2 separate regions of the Athene noctua genome follow, and region 2 is linked to region 1. The links are chromatin contacts, called in public Hi-C maps. All regions are on one chromosome and are shown on one strand. The core of a region is the stretch at or near the end of the contact, and the rest is flanking DNA. Distances in the headings are between cores, read along the strand shown. Region 1 holds the start of PGM2 (phosphoglucomutase 2). Region 2 holds the start of KLF3 (KLF transcription factor 3).

Evidence for each region. Hi-C and Micro-C count contacts between places; a contact is called where the count stands out from the background.
Region 2: a Hi-C map of heart shows a contact between it and region 1, with 4 times the contacts expected there. The contact joins the promoter of KLF3 here to the promoter of PGM2 in region 1. A contact is called at or near these places in 2 of 2 Hi-C or Micro-C datasets (heart and liver).

What each region holds. Positions count from the first base shown.
Region 1 is chr4:25,680,068-25,683,756 of bAthNoc1.hap1.1, forward strand. PGM2 (phosphoglucomutase 2) reads left to right here and starts at 1,711. Exons shown (of 14, transcript XM_074904639.1): 1 at 1,711-1,832. The coding sequence starts at 1,761. LOC141959609 (a long non-coding RNA gene) reads left to right here. Exons shown (of 2, transcript XR_012633473.1): 2 at 1-272.
Region 2 is chr4:25,988,214-25,991,902 of bAthNoc1.hap1.1, forward strand. It overlaps KLF3 (KLF transcription factor 3), which reads left to right and starts at 2,113. Exons shown (of 7, transcript XM_074904651.1): 1 at 2,113-2,526. It overlaps LOC141959610 (a long non-coding RNA gene), which reads right to left and starts at 1,847. Exons shown (of 3, transcript XR_012633474.1): 1 at 1,785-1,847.

The sequences.
Region 1 (3,689 bases), core at 461-2,960:
GCAGAGGCCAGAGGAGCTGTTGCTGAAGTATCATTACCAGAGTGCTACAGAAGACAGATGATTCCAAAAGTGGATAGACAACATATTTTTTTGTCTGATTTTTCGTTCCACTGATCTTTCATCTCAGAGTTTTTCCAGAAGGGTGACAACAGTTATTTTTACTGATAGTAATGCAGAAGGATATTCAATAACATCTTTGGAAGTGATGTGTAGCATTTCTTTTGTTGACATGCATTCTGGTAACATATTAATGAATTTGAAAGGTTTCCAAATATCTGTACAAGTCCTTACTTCTGCGAAAATTTTCCCAATTAGTACTCGTTATTCTAATCAGTCACACATGCCATTAATATGTGGTTTAATGTATAAATGATAATATGTAGGCATAATATGTTTCAGCTGATAATAACAAGCAGCTCCAACTTGAAAAGTTGTAATATAGACAAAATTTATTCACAAATAAATAAAAAGCATTCTTCAACATAGTAACACCTTCACAATACTGAACAAGCTCTTTTTAGGAATGGGATTTTTAGCTGCCAATAGTGGGAATGGAGTTGGCCAACTTCTCAGCATGGAATAGGAATAATGCAGGATTCATCTGGGTAATCTGAGGGGGCTGTGCTGTGAGGCTTGCACAGAATTAGCAGCAGTAGAGCGCTGTGACTGTGACTTCCATAAAGAACTTCCTACGGTTGACTCGTTGGTAACTAAGAGAAACAGAAGTCACATTAAGTTCTGGATTTTGAGACTAAACGCTAAAAAACCCCAGTTATAGGTCAATTCACTGAAATATCCCCCCTTGCATGCCAGAATTCCAGTTTGTTCTGAAGTGGTACAAGACAGACCAACAGAGGAGGAAAGCTGGATACTGAATTTCTCCGGGCTGTTTCCCTCTTTGCCTCCAGGTGAATGCATCTTGTTCATACTTTTATTACGGGAAGTATTGGCTACACTGTTGTTAGGATGTCAAAAACCAGACATGACTCAACACTTTTCTTGGGTCCTTGGTTTTGTCCTTTCCATACTCTCACTTTACAGAGAGTAAATAAAGATACCACCTACACAGCTAATGCATTTAAGTAGATGACTCTATGTCTGTATTTTGCTTATAATCTTTATCCCAAATTAGGGCTCTTCTGAGATCATCCCTCAATTATACTTTCTTTGAAAAGAAATCTAAGTAGACTTAGCCCAGCGGCCATGAAAAGCTACGCTTTTAAAACAGCGTTAGTTTTCTCCCGTCAGCCATGCTGAGGAGGTAGCGGTTTGGTGAGCGCCAACGAGCTCTGCTATGCTGCTACCGCATTTCTGGCGCTGCTGCTGGGGACTGCGCTCCGCCGCCGCCTCCCCGCAGCACGGCCCCGGGGCGCGGAGCCCCGCAGCACGGCCCCGGGGCGCGGAGCCCCGCCGCCCGCCGGGTGCTCGCCCTGGCCGCGGGGGGCCGCCGGGACAGCCCCTCGCCGCGTCCCTGGCGCAGGGCGCGGGCACGGCTGGCACTCAGCCGCAGTGCAATGCAGATACGGTGATCGGAACCCCCTCCGGGAGAGGACCGCCACCCCGGCTCCCCGACCGGCAGGGGCGGAGCTGGGCGGCCCTGGCGCTGACCCGCGCCCGGAGGTGGGGCGGCCCTGGCTCGGATCCCGGCCCGGGCCCGGGCGGCGGGCGGGGCGGGGGTGGGGCGGCCCGGCGCGGCCCCGGCGGGCGGAGCGGAGCGGAGCGGGGTGCACTCCGGCAGAGGGAAGGAGCGGGGCGGCGGCATGGCAGCGCGGAGCTCCGCCGGGGATGCCGCGCTGCGCCGCGCGGCCGAGCAGTGGTTGCTCTGGGACAAGGTGAGGGCGGCGGGGGCCGGCGCGGGAGGCGCCTCCCGGCCACGCGGGGCGCGGCGGGCGCAGGCTGGTGAGGCGTCGACAGGCGTGGGGCGAGCCTCGGCTTTTGAATTGGGTCCGTGCTTGGGGCGGTGAAGGCACTTGTCGGCGCTTCCCGCCCGGCTCCCGCAGCCCCCCCGGCAGAGGGGTGCGCTGCGCTGCGCTGCTCGCCCTGCCCCGCCCTGCCCTCCCGCTCCGCGGCGCGGGGGGGCCCGCGGTTCCCGGCGCTTTCCGGTGCTGGCGGCAGGCGTAGCAGCCCCCGCTTCCGTTTAGAAACCGGCTGCTTGGCCTCTGAGTGTCCTCACTGTTTCTCTCAGCTGTATTGACTTTCATTTTTAAAAGGGTCTGTCTTGTTCCCAACCGCTTCTGTTGTAGGGGCAGTTGATGGACTTAAATTATTAAAGGCAAGATTACATTGCTGTTTTGTCGGTCTCTCAATGTTAAAACCCTCCAGGTACTAAATTTTGTTTACAAAAGACGTGGGCTTGCTTCAAAACTACTGGGAAATGCGGCATCTCTCCTCTTTTTTTTTTTTTTTTCTGGTAGTGTCACCCAGTGCTTAGTGATGCTCGCTGTCAATAAAATAACTCTGAATATTCAATATCATCTGGTTTCATGGGTTTTCTTCCTTTTTCTGATACTACTTAGGAACACATTAGCATGTGTTATTTCCTGTTATCTCCTGTTAAGGCACTTAAACATCTTAAGACTTATCTTTCTGTCTTCAGTTTTGGTCTTGGCAGCACTATATGCAGAACTAAAATCTTCTGTACATTTCTATATTCCACACGCATTAAGAAATATCTTGCCACAGTGGTGTTCTGGAAATGCTTCTGTACTTGCTTGCTGCTGTAGTTCCCGCTGAGATGCAGGCCTGCGTTCAGCACATGTGGTTTGCATATTTTTTGTCCCTATACATGAAATTTGTTCTTTTGGCTGTATTGGAACACCCTGGCCATGGCCATTGCCCCCTTTTGGTCACTTTAATGACTGCCCTGGGCTCAGCAGTGCTCTCTGGGTTTTGTGCAACCTGTGTATTTGTTTGGTCTTCTGCTTATTTCAAGATCATCAGTGAAAACACAATAATTCATTTTTTAGAGTCTTTCCAGCTTCTGAAGGACATCGTTAAAAGTACCTCAAGTTTGTTGTAATTCTTCATTAAAGATCATTCAACTGATTGAGTGATCAGTTAGCTAGATCTGTTTTTATTAGTGATAATGCAGTGCCAAACCAGCCCTTCTTTCAGAAATGCTAGTGTGTCATATCAAATGACAATAAGCTTTTGTCTCTCTTTTTTTTTTTTTTTTTTACAGTTTATTGATTTTGAGAAAACAGTCTGGTTTGAAAGGTCCTGTAATTTCCGTATCTTCCTTGACTAACATTAGTTATATTCCTATCTTCTGTGTAATCATTTAATTTTCAACTGGTTATTCCAATTATTTTGTGAAACCCTCTGGAAATCCAATGTGACATCCCTTATAGTAGCTTTACTTTTGAAAGGTTAGCTCTTTGCTAACAATTGCATCTTTGACTCAGTAATAATTGACTGGTGTGCAATACCCATTGCCGATTGCTCAAAAACAATGAGGTATTTCCATTTCTGAGGGAGCTTTTACATGTTTGTATTGAGTAACAGAAGAATCCGATATAACCCTTGTCCATTTACTGGGATACTAAAAAAAAAAAAAAGTTCCTTTTGACGTTTAGCGATATGTTAATATTTAATGATGATAAGCTGCTCATTTCTGACAAATAATAGTTGCAAGAGCAAGCCGTTATGGCTGAAGACAGTCCTGCTGACTTAACAGGAAGTTTCTATCT
Region 2 (3,689 bases), core at 863-3,362, 310 kb after region 1:
GGGGCAGCATGCTAGCTACTACTGAGTATTTTGGGATTTCTCATGATCTGCCTCAGACCTAAGGGTTCTAGTTAGCTGTGTAACCTCTGCTAGTTCCCAGAATAAAAGAACACAAAACTGGGACGTAACTACTTTATCTTGAGCATGTTCATGCAAGAAAACTACAGCAGCTCCTTTTCACAGCCCTAATGAAATGCTTTGTGTCCATGTCTATGTTCTAACACAGCAATTCTGTTTATTTTACAGGCTTATAATAAAAAAATGACATTTTATGAGCTACATGATAGTATTTCAACAATACCTTGTTGTGACATGATACAGCGTAATTACTTAGCAGGAGATAGTACAATTTATTGTTATGTCACTGAGTCATATCCTTCAGGACTTCAGGCTGGTGTCTTAGTTTGCTTTTTAAAGCCATACAGACTAGCCAGCTAAGTCAAGGGATGCATAAAAACCTCCTAGAAGTAAAGATATAGAAGAAACATGCGCCTGCACACATCAGCATATTTGAAAACACTTCCCCAATCCTTTTTGCTTCCCTTTTTGTTTTGCTTTTACAGCATTACTGGCTGGGTTAGTAGTAATCAAAGATAACAGAAATTCCAACCCAAATATGCAAAAACCAGGTATGTTACATTAGGGTCCTATTCAGGTAGTTAAACACACAGACTGATCCCACGGAGCTGGAGTTGCTCAGCACCTACCACTGACTTCACCCACGAGAGGGGCAGCATGCAAACAGTCCCTCTCTGTCCACAAGAAGCACCGCTGGCTCTCCATCTGCCCGCGCAGCTTGCACCGCAGGGCAGGGCCTTGCCAAGCACGGCATTTGCCTATCCCTTGGCATCATTTTAGGTACCCCACACTAATCAGGAGAGGACATGATTTTGTACGACACACTGTAACAACTGTAAGCACAATACGGTGCACTAGTGGCAGCACCTTTCCCTAAGCAATAGAGTTCAGACACTAGGCCAGGATAGTTATCTTTTTTAAAACGCCTGCTCTGAGTGAAGTCCCTCGGACTGTCTTCGGGTACGGAGACAAGCGGCTCCGGTTTCACGGGCCGTACGTGCAGTGCATCCCGCGGAAAACTCCGTCTCAATCAGTAAGCACCGAGCCGGGAGCAGCCCAGGCTCCCGGCCGCCACGGCGTGCCCCGGTGCCCCAGCGCCGCGGGGCCGGGCCGCGCCTCCTCAGCCCCGCCAGCCCCCGGCTCAGCGCCAAGGAGCCCGGGGAGGGGGAGGGCTGGGACACACACACCCGCACCGCCCCTGCCTGCGCGGCCCCGCGGCTGGCACCGGCCGCGCCCGCCCGGGGCCGCCGCCTCCGTCGAGGGGAGGCCGAGCCGAGGGGAGCTGGCAGCGCCTCTCCCCGTTTGCCCCTTTCCCTCCCGCCCGGAGCCTCTCCCCGGCGGGAGGCGGGAGCGCACCCGGGCGCGACGGGCCGATCACAGCCATAAAAAAACCCAAAACCAACCACCACCCCGGCAGGGGCCTCAGGCAGCCGGCAGTCCCGGCGGCCGGGGCGGGCGAGCCGCCAAGCCGGGGCAGAGGCGGGCCGACACCTCTGCCCCACGCCCGCCGCGCTCCGGCCGCCAGCCCGCACCGCCGAGCCGAGCCTCGCCCGGCCCCGCCACCTCCCCGGCGCGACGGGGCGCGGCGCGGGCCGCCCCGCGGCGGCAGGGCCGGGGGAGCCGCCGCCCGGCTCCGCGCCGTCCCCCTCCCTTTCCCAGCCCCCGCCGGCGAAGCCAGCTCGGCGGCAGCGCCCCAGAGCGAGCACCTCCCTTCCTTCCCCCCGGGCGCTGGGTGTTGCTGTTTTGCTGCCGCCGCCGCAGGTCGGCCGGGGTGGGCGCGGAGGGAGGGAGGGGAAGGGGTGCGCTGCGCTGCGGGGCCGGGTGCCAGGCGCACGCCTCTGCCTGACACACGGGCGGGGGGGGAGGAGGAGCCGGCCGGGCAGGTTTGTGTGCGGGGCGGTGGCGGCCCCACTCCCCGCCCCGCCCTTCCCCTCCCCTCCTCTCCTCTCCCCGGGCTGCTGGGGATAATTAGTGTCTGTGCGAGTCTGTCTGCCCCCGGGAGGCAGGGCGGGCGGCGCGGAGTCAGTGCGTGCCCGCCTGTTTGTGCGCGGTGACTCGCCCCGGCCCCTCGGCGGAGCCTCCACCCCGCGGGCGGGGAACCGCCCGGCCGCGCTCCCCGCCGTGACCCTCCCACCGCCGCTCACCCCGCCGGCCCGGGGAGCCTGGCAGGGCGAGCGGCGCCGGCGTCATGTGACATCGCGGCCCGGTGCCAGCAGCCCGGGGGGAAGGCGAGCGGGCGGAGGGCGGGAGGCAGGGCGGCGGGCGGGCGGCTCCTCCTCGCACACGGACCCGGAGCGACCGCGGAGGCGCCTCAGCCGCGGGGACGCGGGACACGCCGGCCTCGCGCCTCCGAACCGCCGCCGCGCCCCCAGCCCCCGCCACACATCGCGACCCGCGGCACTGCGGGAGCCGACGGAGGCCCGGCGCCGTCCGCGCCGCCCGCCGAGCGTAAGTGTGAGGGCGGAGGGGGGGCGGGCCGGGCTGTGCCGGCTGCGGGATGGAGGTGCCGGCGGAGGAAAGTTTCCAGGCGCTGCGAGCGGCGCGGAGCCAGGGGCGGCAGAGGCGTGGGACGCCGCCGGCAGCCGGGGCAAGCGGGAGCCGCGGCCGGGCCGGGGGCCGGGAGTCTCCGTCGGCCCGCAGCTGCAGGGAGGGGGGAGCAGGACTCGCTCCGGGGGGGAGGGGAGCGCGGGGGCTCCGGACAGGGCTCCCGCCGCGGCGCCTGTGAAACTTCCTGCGTGGCCGGTGGGGCGGCGGGGGGCCGTGGGGGGGAGTGCCGCCCTCCGTCGCGCCCGCCCGGGCGGGCAGCGCACCTGTGTGGCCGGCGGCGCCGCTCGGGGCCGGCCTCCCCCCTCCCTCCCTTCCTCCTGCGGCGCCCTCCCCCGCCGGCCGCCCCCCCGCCTGCCCTTGGCGGGAGGGCCAGCGGCCGCCCGCCTCTCGGGGCCGCCCTCCCGCCGAGCGGGGCCGCCGCTGCCGGCCTCCCGCCGGGGTGTGAGGGGCTCGTCGTCGGCTAGAGACCGCTGTGTCGTCGGATCCCGCACAGGCTGCCGTGCCGGGCGGAACCGAGGTGAAAAGCGTAGCGGGCGCCCCGGCGCCGAGGGCAGTGGGGGACGTGCCGGGGCGGGAGCTCGCCGGTTGCCGCTGTCCCACACCGGTAGCGCGATGCTGATCGGCACCGCCGCGTCCCCAGTAAACTCACGGTGAAGTGAAGGATGAGACTGGCTCTCAAAAATGTATCCCCCGTGTTGTCGTCTAACCTTAGCACAGCACGGCAGTTAAGTGTGGAGTTAGAAATAACGACGGTAATTAGCTTCCCTTTTCTGGATGCCCTTTGTTGGGGTTTTTTTAAAGCCGGAATGGGAATAGGAATTATTTGCTTTGGATCTTTGTCAGGTGAGTACCTGGCACAGCTTGGGGAGCCCTGGAAAAGGAAGGTTCAGCAGCAGGAGCCCGTGCTGAGAAATCACAGCACCTAACTAGGGGCTGGGAGAAAGACCTGTTTCAGCATAGCTCAAGTGGTCATGCGGGAGTTATATGAAAAAAATACATTAAAGTTGCTTTGTGTACTCCCCTGGTGATTTGGGTACTGTGCCTGCACTGTCTGCTGTGTTTCA